Linked DNA regions of Mus musculus: all the other regions are linked to region 1. The links are chromatin contacts, called in public HiChIP or PLAC-seq and promoter capture Hi-C maps. All regions are on one chromosome and are shown on one strand. The core of a region is the stretch at or near the end of the contact, and the rest is flanking DNA. Distances in the headings are between cores, read along the strand shown.

Region 1 (3,839 bases), core at 394-2,893:
CTCTCTGTCTCTCTCCATCTGTCTCTGTCTCTGTTTCTCTCTGTTTTTCTCTGTCTCTCTCTCTCTCTGTCTCTCTCTGTGTCTCTCTGTCTCTCTCTCTCTCTGTCTCTCTCTCTCTCTCTCTCAGGTTTCTTTCCAACAGTGGTGCCAGCTGTGTTAGTTCCCTGGCTAACCCAGTCCAACAGGAAGGACTGAAGAACTTCCTGGGCTCCTGTCCCTGTTGTGGGCAGGTTTACATGAAAAAAAAAATGAAGATTTTTTTTTTTTTGAAGTATAGAAAGTTAAAACTTACAGGAGCAGGACAGTGGCACACCCTGTGTGAGCTGTAGTGACTTCAGTTTCTCAAGAAAGTCTCAAGTATTTTCATTGAGTTCTGTAATCCCTGTCAGGGACTTCACGGGGATTCCTGAGAGTTTTTAAGTATCCTTGATTAAGTAAGTCTGGAAAGAACTAGAGCTGTTTGCTGCAAATACCCATCACAGTGGGGTGATGACATGCATGTTACAGAAGACCCTCTTCCTACTGGCATCTTATCAGGAGCTTCACCTTCCAGAATTAACAGATTCTGCTTTTTATTTTGTCATCTGGAGAAAGGAGAGGGCACAGCAGGAAGACCAGTAAGTCTTAACACAGTTTAAGTGAACTGTGTGGGACCTGCTTAGCAGAACTCTGGGATGTTCAGCCATGGCTTGGGTTACAGTTAAGGTGGCATTTCCTGATTGGCCTAGGAACGGAACCAAGAGTTACAATGCCATCACCTTGGGACAGAGCAGCTTAAGAGCCAAACAAGCAGTTTTCAGGGAACTTGGAGAACAAACCTATTCTTAGCTTTTAAAGAAGACATTTCCTATATGGAATCTAAGAACAAAGGAGGGAGCCCTGAGAAGCGTTTGGGCTGGCACGGGGATGGGGTTGGGGGAAGTATGGAGCAATGCAAAGAGCAGACACTGAGTTAGACACTGTGTCCTGAAGATGAGGCAGACAGTGCCCCGTTGAAATTCAGGGTAGGTACTGAAAGAAAGCCCTCTTGTCTTCAAACTCCCCCAAAAGATGCCTTGCATTGACTTAGAGGATAGGAGTACGTGGCTTGATGAGGCTTCATTCTATGTTCTTGTGACAGTTTTCCCCTGACTTCTGGCACAGCCTAGGATCTCTCTCTCTCTCTCTCTCTCTCTCTCTCTCTCTCTCTCTCTCTCTCCCTCTCCCTCTCCCTCTCCCTCTCCCTCTCCCTCCTCTCTCTCTCTCTCTCTCTCTCTCTCTCTCTCTCTCTCTCTCTCTCTGTAGTTTCCTTCCCAGAGTCCTGGGATGGGGGTGGAGGGAGACTGAGTTGAGGCAGCGAAGGTCTGGTTTGAGGAAGACTTGGATCTTCAAACACCTGCGGGAGGAGAGAGGGGAGTTGACTCAAGAGGATAGAGTGAGCGCACCTACTAAAGGTGAGTGTGGAAACCCGTCGAAAATAGAGGGTTGAGAAGAAAAGGGGGTGGCGGCGGGGTTGGGGTAGTGGTTTGTGACCCGGTAGGTTTGGGGGAGCTGCGGCAAGGTGCGGCTGAGAACTGAGGCACCCGGGTCTGAGCCAGCGCGACGTGGGAGTGTGACGCTGCAGTGGCGAACAGGTGAGCGGCTGGGGCTCCGGGTCCCCGCCCTTGCCTCCTCCTACCGATTCTCTACAGCACTTGGCCGCTCCGCAGCTCCTAGGCTCCTCTCGGTTTGGGGTTTTGCAACTGGCAGCTGGCTTTTTTCCCTCCTCCCCTGTCGAGGGCTCTCCGTCTTCTTTTAGGTTGCTCCACCCCGCCCAGGATCAGGCGAGGGGGAACAAGCTCCGCCGCTGCAACTGGCGCCCGGCGCAGCCGCGAACACGGGGAGTGGAGTCCGGGGTCTGAGCGCGCGCTGCCAGGCATCTGCTTCTTCCGTGCCTCGGTTACCCTGAGTCCTCCCATCCTCACCCCTTCTCTACTTTTCCCCCGTTTGCAATCACATGGCATTTTAAGAATGCTGGAAAGATGGCGGTAGCGGCAGCGGCTGTGGCTGCGCCGGCTGGCGGTGGAGGCGCCCGGGCGCAGCGGAGCGGACTGCTGGAAGTTTTGGTGCGGGATCGCTGGCATAAAGTTCTGGTGAACTTGAGCGAGGACGCCCTGGTGTTGAGCTGCGAGGAGGGCGCTGCGGCGTACAACGGCATAGGGGCTGCCACCAATGGTTCGTTCTGCAGGGGCTCCGGGACCGGGCACCCGGTCCCCGGTGTCGCTCAAGCCCCGGACTCTCCCGCCGGGGTCCGCACCGCCTTCACCGACCTCCCGGAGCAGGTACCTGAGTCCATCTCAAACCAGAAGAGGGGCGTGAAGGTGCTGAAGCAGGAGCTGGGCGGGCTGGGCATTAGCATCAAAGGGGGCAAGGAAAACAAGATGCCCATACTCATCAGCAAGATCTTCAAGGGGCTGGCAGCGGATCAGACCCAAGCCCTGTATGTGGGCGATGCCATCCTGTCGGTGAACGGAGCAGACCTGCGGGACGCCACCCACGACGAGGCAGTGCAGGCATTGAAGCGCGCAGGCAAGGAAGTGCTGCTGGAAGGTAAGGGGTTAACCCTGCGCCGGCCTTATCCCGCAGTTCCACTTACTCTTCTGCGCGTCAGCACACTCACACTCACCAGCCACTTGCCCCAAAGCCCTAGAACCCCACAGTGCCTGTGTTTTGCAAAAGCAGTGGCACGACTTTCTTTTTTGACAACTTTTACTACCTGGGGGCAAACTCATCTTCACTTTGGCCCTGACCCAGGGCGCTGTACTAAAACACTGGAGTGCCTGGGTTTTCCTGGCTTGGATGAAGTGCTTTAGTGCACTGGTGTCGGAAGTTTCATACTTATCGGTACACGTGGTTTCATATTTTTATCTGCGGACAATCCAAATGTAATTTGGAGTCTGGGAAATGGACCGGGAAATGGAGAGTGGACGGAATTTGCATCTGCCCACATTGTAAAGCAGGGCCACTGACTCTAGGCAGCTCTAGTACTTTTCTACTTTGGCAAAAATTTTCACAGCCTAGGCAATCCAGCTGTGAAGACCTGAGAGGTAATAAATAAATAAATAAATAAATAAACAAATAAATAAATAAATAAAAATAAAAGCCAGAGAGAGGTGGCAGTATTTGAATGCTAAAACTCAGCCACCCGTTCCTGCTTCCCTTCCCTCCAGCACCAGAGAGAGTCCATGAGGCTGTGCAGCTTTGAGTAGTGCCAAAGGCTGGGAAAGATGTTGCCAATGTAGGCACAAGTTCACTTCCACTGCAGGGTGTTCAGCCGGTCAGTCCGGATTCCAGGTTCCCCTGGGTGGAGAGCTGGTGAAGTGTTTTCTTTTTTCTGCTGGTGTCTCCTGGAGAAGTGTGAAATCCACTCTGCATTTGTAAACAGATTTCCCTGCCCATGAATATGAAGAACTTTCGAAACGCTCTCTGAAAATCTGGTGTCTTCAACTCTATAATCATCCAATGGGTATAGACTAGGAAGTACCAGTTTGGATGTGGCAATATGGGGGTGGGGGTGGGGGACTCTGAGCGTTTCCTTTGCCCCAGCTCTGGTTTTCTGTCTTTGTAACTCTTAGTACACACTTTGGCTGGCACTCACACTGCGTGATAATTTCATCGATTTTTCTCAGCTTCTTCCTAACTACAGATTGAGTTGTTCAGAGATCCTTTATTTGGATAGGGGGCTCTCCGGAGCTTGTATCCCTCAGTGACATGCATGCAGGTTGAGGGAGTAAATTAACTCAGCTACTGAGACACTATTCCAACCTAGACTTTATAACGTGGTGGTGATTGACTTAAGCCCTTAAACTAAAATGTAATCA
Region 2 (3,839 bases), core at 654-3,153, 820 kb after region 1:
ATGGGAATGCCCCCCCCCCTCCCATAGACTCATGTGTTTGGATGCTTGGTCCATTGAGAGCTGTACAATTAGGAGGTGTGGCCTACTTGGAGGAAGTGTGTCACTGTGGGGGTGGGCTTTGAGGACTCATATGCTCAAGCTATATCCAGTGTGACACAGTCTCCTTCTGCTGCCTGTGGATCAAGATGTAGAACTCTTGGCTCTTCCAGTCTCCCTGCATACTACCATACTTCCTGCCATGATGATAATGGACTGAACCTCCAAAACTGTAAGCTATTCCCAATTAAGTGTTTTCCCTTATAAGAGTTGCCTTGGTCATGAGGTTGCTTCATAGCAATGAAACTCCAACTAAGACACTATCCTACAGTATCCTTAATTTTTAAAATTTTATTATTGTGTGTGTGGGTGCACACTTGTTATGGCACATGTGTGGCAGTCAGAGGGCAACTTTCAGAGTTGGGTCTCTTCTTCCACTATATCTTCTGGAGACTGAAGTCAGCTTATCATCTTGCATGGCAAGCACTTTTAACTTTGAGCCATCTTAGTGATAGCCACTAATAAATTCGTGGTACTTTCATATTCAGGATATTGTTCCATCATTTTTCTTATTCGATCCGATTTTTGTTTTTTTTTGTTTTGTGTGTGTGTGTGTGTGTGTGTGTGTGTGAGAGAGAGAGAGAGGGGGGGGGTCTATTTAGCCTTGACTGGCTTGAAGCTCACTATGTAGACCAGAATGGCCTCGAACTCAGATCCGCCAGCCTCTGCCTCCTGAGTGCTGGAACTAAACTACCCTTTGGCAACTCAGATGTTTTTGCTTGTTGTTTTTCTAGACAATGTTACTCTGTGTAGCCTTGGCTGTCCTGGAACTTGCTCTATAGTCCAGGCTGGTCTAGAATTCAGAGGTCCTCCCTTTGCCTCCTGAGTGCTGGGATTAAAGGTATGGTGCCAGCACTACCTGGCTCATGTCGGTTTTTAACCTGATGGACTGGGGTCACCTTGGCCTCCCTTTTTATTTATTCATTTGTTTGTTTTACAGGAAGGAGTGAGAAACCACCCTCTCTGAAGACAATTATTCCTCTTACTGTTTCAACTTTTATGGGTGGCCAGTCTGCAGGGGTCTGCCGGCAGCATCCCTTAGAGAGCTCGCACATCAGTTTCAGGTGCATGGATGTGAGTCTATGAATGGGTTTTCATCTTAAAACAGTTTCACGTCATTGTAAACTTTGGTCAAGAAAACATCACACCCTGTAATGCTGAGTTAGCCAGACTCTCCCAGGAGCATACCAGGCGGGCTGTTTCTGTGTAGAAGTCTCAAGCGCCACTTAGCACAAATGAAGTATTTAACGAACGGGAGGCAAGCTACCTTCCATCTAGGATGGTCTCGAAGTCCAAACAAATGACATCTTATTCTGCCAGGATCTGGTTCTTGGTCCTGCACAACACTGGGCAGGCTATTTTGGAACCACCATACATACATCAAGCTGGATTCAGACTTTGCCATCTCAAGGCTGCGCCACCATTGGCAAGCATTCTGCTCGCTTCTGCATGACAGGATCGACAGGATCCTGCCTTACTGGGTTGTTTTAACGGCTTAATGAAATTCTGCACAGACATAGCTCATCACGGGACCCACCGCAGCAGGCGAGGAAAAGGAGCTTTGGCGGGAAAGAAGGGGGTGGGCACAGGGTGGCGGAAGGGGTGAGTGCAAGAGCCGTGCTTGGCCCCGTGGGGACCCAGAATTGCTAACAGGACCTTCCTGGAGTCCTCATGGGGGAAACCGTGCTTCTCCCCAGCAACCGGGGACTTGCACGCTGTCAGTGGGCTGCAGAAGGACTCGCGAGTCCAGATACTTTCCGACTTCCTCGGGACACGCCCCGTCCCGCCCCGGAAGTCGGCTCGGGCGGATTTGGCGCGCTTTTGAAGTCCCGGGAGTTTAGGTCGAGGACACACCCCTCTCCGTGCTGCGAGATGTCCCCGCCGAGCGCTTCCCGGAGGACCCGCGAGGAAGTGGACGCGACGCTGCAGGTTGCCAAGCTGAACGCCACCGAGCTGCTGCCCACGGTGCACTGCCTGAGCTTCAGCTCCGGGACCGGCGGCGCGGCCACCGGCGACTTCTGCCTGCTGGAGCTGGAACCAGCACTGTGCCAGCAGCTGGAGGCCGGGGACAGGTGAGCCGGGATGGTGGGGCTCGGGAGCGCCGATTCCCCGGCCTCAAAGAGGCCGCCTACCCGCCCGGCGTAGCCCGGGGAACTCGGAAGGAGGAACTGGTGCAGAGAGTTGCTTTGATTGGGCCCGTACAGGCCGATGGGCGGGTCCTCAGCTTGCTGTCATCTGTCAGGAGGATTCAGCATTTGCTAGACTGCCTTGTTAGCAGGACTCCAGGGAATTTAGAGCCAGGTGTCAGCGGGGGAGTGTCAAGAAGGAAGCTCCAGGGAGCTTTGGAGGGCTCAGTACTGATGCCAAGTACTCCACAGAAACACTCGTTCAATCTCAGAATGTAGTAGCAGTGCCTGTAGAGAGAGTTCTTGGCTTGCCACTTGGGTTTCTTCTCCTTGAACCGCAGATGGGACAAACGAGACAGAAGTTTAAAGCCTAATGCAGACTGCTGCGTGTAGCCCGGGGGTTGGTTGGGGTCACTTACTGAAGATCTGGATCTGTTTTTAATTCCGGGTCAACTACAAAGTTGCTGCCAAGACCTTGGATTTTAAATCCTAGGCTGAGATCATGTCTTTTATGGCAAGCACAAAGCTGAGTGACTGAACTGCAAGTGGGCAAGGCTCTTACTCTCAGAGCTCCCCCTCAGTGACATACTTCCTCCAGTAAGGCTACACCTCCCAACCCCTCCTCAGATAGGGCTGTGGACTGGGGACTAAGTGTTCAAATGTCTGAGCCTGTGTTTGGGGGCGGGGTCCTCTTTCAAAGCACCACACTCCCAAGGTTTAATTTTAAATCTAGAAGCCACAGGATTTGGGACTTATTTTTTCTTTCTTTCTTTCTTTTTTTTTAGATTTATTTATTTATTATATGTAAGTACACTGTAGCTGTCCTCAGACACCCCAGAAGAGGGCATCAGATCTCTTATGGGTGGTTGGGAGCCACCATGTGGTTGTTGGGATTTGAACTCAGGACTCAGGACCTCTGGAAGAGCAGTCAGTGCTCTTAATCGCTGAGCCATCTCTCTAGTCCCCGATTTGGGAGTTATTTAAAGTGAGCTATCCACTAGAGTCTCAATAAGCCATGTCTTTACCCCCCCCCTCCATTTGCCTGTAGCTTTGTGATTAGAGGAGATAAGGATGAACAGGCTGTGTTGTGCAGTAAAGACAAAACCTACGACCTGAAGATAGCAGACACATCCAACATGCTGCTTTTCATCCCTGGATGCAAAACTCCAGACCAGCTGAAGGAGGAGGAAACACCAAGTGCCATCGTTCACACGGAGGTACCGCTTTGTACCTGAGTCTGGCAGTGGCGGTTTGTGTTCCAAGCTTGCCTTTGGTTAAAAACTTTTTTTTTTCCCCTTTGGTTTTTCGAGACAGGGTTTCTCTGTATAGCCCTGGCTGTCCTGGAACTCACTTTGTAGACCAGGCTGGTCTCAAACTCAGAAATCCACCTGCCTTTGCCTCCCGAGTGCTGGGATTAAAGGCGTGTGTCACCACGACCAGCTGGTCTTTCTCTTAATGTAGTGAGTTTATTAGGTAACTAATTCTTTTTTTTTTTAATTTAATTTATTTTGTAAAAAATGTGTTTGTGTTTGTGTTTGTGTATGTGTGGTGGGGGTGTCTTGCCTGCAGGCAGGTCTGTGAACCATGTGCATGCCCTTGGAGGCCAGAAGAGGGTGT
Region 3 (3,839 bases), core at 459-2,958, 600 kb after region 1:
AACACCCAATCTCTTTAGTGCAGCCACCCTGAGCCTGCTTGCTACTCCATCCTATAAAGAAGTGCCTTTGGTCCTTTGGTAGAAGCTGAGGCCAGGACCTCCAGTAACTGAAGATTGAGAAATCTCATTTTCTCCTAACCGTGGTGTCACAGAGGTCTTCCTCCTATTTCTCTTCCTACTGCTAGTGCTCCACTTTAACACTTGCTACCAGCAAACAACTCTGCAAGGCTTCCAGCAGAGTCAAAGCCAGGCAGTGGCGCGCGCACACACCTGCAATCCTGCACTTGGGAGGTGGAGACGGGAGGAATGTGAGCCCAAGGTCTCCTCCCTCTGTTCTGAAGAAAACTTTTAGACCAGCCTGAGCTACATACCACCCTGCCTAAATAAATAGATCTTTCTTTCTTGGAACTCCAGTCAGATCTAGAAGTCATGTTCCAGCAGTTGGCGGGGTTGGGGAGTTGGAAGCGGGGGAGGGAAGTGGGAGAGGGATTCATACCACTCTGAGAACTGCACGTGAGCATCTTCAGAGGTGCTCTTCAGGGCAAGTTAACAGCTCTCCTAGACCTTGCCTAAGCAACCCTGAGCACAAGACTAGCTACCCACTGAGCACCCAAGAACTCAGCACCAAGTTTGCATAATGACTCCAAACCGTGGCGGGTAACTAAGGTTACTTACTCGAAAGAATCACGGGGCTCCTCTAACCTAACCTAACCTAGCCCTGCTCCAGACTGTGCATACTGCATGCTAAAGCCCAACTTCTGCAGATGCTCCGGATGCCCACAAGCGGAACGCAAGAGGAGTTCGCAAAAATAAAAGGAAAAAAAAGTGAAGAAGGTTCCTGCAGCAGCTTAGCTTGGTGGTTCCCCTCAAAGCAGCAACACTGGGAGCTTGGTATCATTCTACTGTCTATGAACTCTCACTGGCTACCCCCCTTTCCGTGCAGAGCCTGGTCCACAGCTGCCCCGACGTGCAGCAACAGTCCAGTGAATGCTTGGATGCGTGTTCTCCAAGGACTGGTCTCCCGATCCACTGCCAAATAGAATCTAAACAGCGTTGTGCTCTGTGCGTACACGGTGCTTCCAAAAGACTCCCTAAGCCTTTACCAATTGAACTTGCTGGAGCCACCACTACAGAGCTGCCAAATGCAGCCAATTCCAGCCCGGCGCCCACCGCACACAGACACCATGGGAGGGAGGGATCCTCAGAGAGAAACGGAGGGCTCCTTTGCTGTCCACACACCCGTCGGTCACTAGGCGCGTTGCAATCTCTCTGCCCTGTGGTCCCCAGACAAGCATCTATCTGGGTGCACGGTCTCCTAGCTCACCCCTAAGGTCTCCGGCCACCCCGCGGGCACACTTGCAGTGGTTGGTCCTGGCAATCGCATCCGTCTGCAGGTGGCTCTCACTGGGGCTCTTTCTTCACCTATGAATTATGCAAAGCCGAGCGGGAAAACAGTAGGGAAAGACGAACTGACCTGTGCAGGGCAACGTTCCAGCCCAGGTTGGGGACCTCTTGGCGCCTAGGGAAGATTAGCCGCCGACTGGTTCTTAGCGAACCACTGCCCTGGCTCGCCTTCCCTCAGAGTACCCTTTCTCAATTAACTTCTCTTTCCTGTCGTTCACTCTGTCCTCTCCTTGTCCCTCTCCCGTCGCCTCCTGCCCTACAGAGCTTCCTTCCCCTCGCCTCTCACCCAGGATCAGATAAGAGGAAAGAAACCGCTGCGCGAGCCAATTATAAAGCCAAAGGTGGTGGCGGGGGGCGGGAAGTGGGGAGACAGACCCCCACTTTCCCTCCTCCTCTCTAGCATCCCCGCCCCGCTCGAGTTGCAGAGGAGCCCGCCCCACTCCTCCCAAGTTCAGCCCAAGGACTGGCAGCCGACCCAGGTGCGCGTGGCAGCCGGGTATAGAACGCAATTGAGGAGCCCCTGGGTCCTCCCCACCCCCACAACTAAAGCAGTGCCCTGTGCTCCCCCCCCCCCCATCAGAACCCCCGAGTCACTGGGAAATCTCCAGCACTCGTCCAGGCTCCATCCCCAAAGATGAGTTTTGCCTTCCCACAGTGGGTCCCCTCTCCCTTGCTCTTCAAGTCCTAGGGACCAGCACAGTCGCCAAGGGTAGACATTTATTCAACGGGAATCGACTGGAAGAATGCTAAATTGGAGGGTTTTCTTGGTCGTAGAAACAAAATATGGACAGTTTTATGCTGTTGGACCAGCAGATCTCCTTTCCCCATGCTCAGAGATTACAGTCAGTAGGTTTGAGCGAATCCGAAGGACCCATCGTCTATAAAACTCTGGGGACTCTGGTCTGTGCGGGCCACGCCCTTTGAGAAGTCCTGTTCTGGAATGGCTAGAGATGCTCAGAGCTCTTGGTGGCTGGGGACTGGATCTGAGTTCTTGTCCTCTGGGCGCTTTTTAAAAGGTCATCTTCCCATTTTGTGTCAGGTTAGCAAATGCCCAGGCGTCCAGTGTCACACCAGAAGTTGTCATCGGCTCAAATGGAGAGCGGGAGTTGCATACACGCCGACCATTTGTGAGAAAAGACCAAAATGACTGTGATTTTGATCAGTTCCAAGAGCAGGCGGTAGAGAATCAGTGAGAGGTACTCTCATACGTTCCCGAACCTGCCTCCAAAATGCCCTTCTGAGAGCACAGGAAGGGATGCGCTACACCATTCAAGGTGATTCCCGAGACCTCGAACCTTCCAAGCTTAGGCTTTCTTCAAATTTGCGTACTTCACTCCAAATGTTCTCCAAGTGGCCTCTCTGCGTAGTTTCTGAACTTCGCCTTAAAGTGAAAAGGATCGCTATAGCCTCCTCCCTGAGACCCCGAGTCGGGATCAGTCTTGGCTTCAACTCCGCCACAGAGAAAGAAGGCTGCTTTGCAGCTTGAAGATCCTTCTGTGCTTCATTAATGTGCGCTATTCGCCCGGGTCCCTCGGTAGTCGAACGCAAAGACTAAAAACCCGCACGCGGGACTGCCAGGGTGAGAGCGCCACCTGCCGCCTGCGTCGGCTTGGCGAACTGAAACAGACTTTTCTGGCAAGTAGGAGCCTGAATTCAAGGAGTATTTGTTCCTTGGATATATGTCCTTTCCAATGTTTTACTCCTCAAATGTCTATTATTATCCCCTTTTAATAATGTACCAAGGTGCTGGTGACCACTGTAAACACCGTTCTAAATCCCTTGGGGGAGGTAGTTAGGAGTTAGATATGATATGGGAGAGGTAGTGCATTATTTAATTATGAAAATCCAAAAATGGAAGACTCTCTGATGATCATAAAATAAGAAATACATGTATAAACAAGTATGCAGAAAGTTTTATTAGACTTTTAGACGGGGTTGACAGGAGGACTCCTGGCCAGCCATTCTAGCCTTATTATTGAGTTCCAGGTTCAGTGAGAGACTTGATCTCAAAAACTCAAATGGAGAATTAACTCGGCATTAACCTCTGGCTTACACAGGAATGCGCACTCACGCACACACACTTTTACAGTTTGTATTATAAAAGTCATATTTTTTATTGTAACTAGCCTTTCCTTCATTGTCTTTAACTTTTGAATTGTGTTTGTTCCTTTGGGGGTTTCGTTGGTTTTGACTTTTTGAGACAGAATATCACTCAGCAGCCCATGCTGGCAACAAACTCTCTACAATTGTTCAGCATCCAAGAGCTGGAATTACAGAATAGTACCCGTAGGCTTGGCTTTAACGTTTGAATTATTGCCTATTCCTTTCCATTGACATCAACTTCAAGTTAATGCTGAAACAGAAGGGCTGTTTTCAATCCGTGTTTCAGTCCGTTGTGGTTGGGAATGACCTTCCAGCTCTTTCAAATGTGTCTA

What was found. Promoter capture Hi-C pulls out the DNA fragments that hold promoters and counts their contacts. HiChIP or PLAC-seq counts read pairs in DNA pulled down with a chosen protein or histone mark.
Region 2: a promoter capture Hi-C map of embryonic stem cells shows a contact between it and region 1, with 4 times the contacts expected there. The contact joins the promoter of Dscc1 here to the promoter of Sntb1 in region 1. A contact is called at or near these places in 10 of 39 promoter capture datasets (the C10 cell line, embryonic stem cells, hippocampal neurons and 5 more), 2 of 115 datasets of contacts at active chromatin or transcription factors (astrocytes and large pre-B cells) and 1 of 9 other capture datasets (liver).
Region 3: a contact with region 1 is called in an H3K27ac HiChIP or PLAC-seq map of embryonic stem cells, with 6 times the contacts expected there. The contact joins the promoter of Col14a1 here to the promoter of Sntb1 in region 1. A contact is called at or near these places in 10 of 39 promoter capture datasets (the 3T3-L1 cell line, embryonic stem cells, frontonasal cranial neural crest and 6 more), 9 of 484 Hi-C or Micro-C datasets (brown adipocytes, differentiating embryonic stem cells and embryonic stem cells), 3 of 115 datasets of contacts at active chromatin or transcription factors (all in embryonic stem cells) and 1 of 9 other capture datasets (embryonic stem cells).

Annotation. Positions count from the first base shown.
Region 1 is chr15:55,904,753-55,908,591 of GRCm38.p6, reverse strand. Sntb1 (syntrophin, basic 1) reads left to right here and starts at 1,643. Exons shown (of 7, transcript NM_016667.3): 1 at 1,643-2,568. The coding sequence starts at 2,001.
Region 2 is chr15:55,088,555-55,092,393 of GRCm38.p6, reverse strand. Dscc1 (DNA replication and sister chromatid cohesion 1) reads left to right here and starts at 1,903. Exons shown (of 9, transcript NM_183089.3): 1 at 1,903-2,168; 2 at 3,271-3,439. The coding sequence starts at 1,969. All of the region lies in intron 2 of Gm41325 (a long non-coding RNA gene), which reads right to left.
Region 3 is chr15:55,305,620-55,309,458 of GRCm38.p6, reverse strand. Col14a1 (collagen, type XIV, alpha 1) reads right to left here and starts at 1,708. Exons shown (of 48, transcript NM_181277.4): 1 at 1,475-1,708.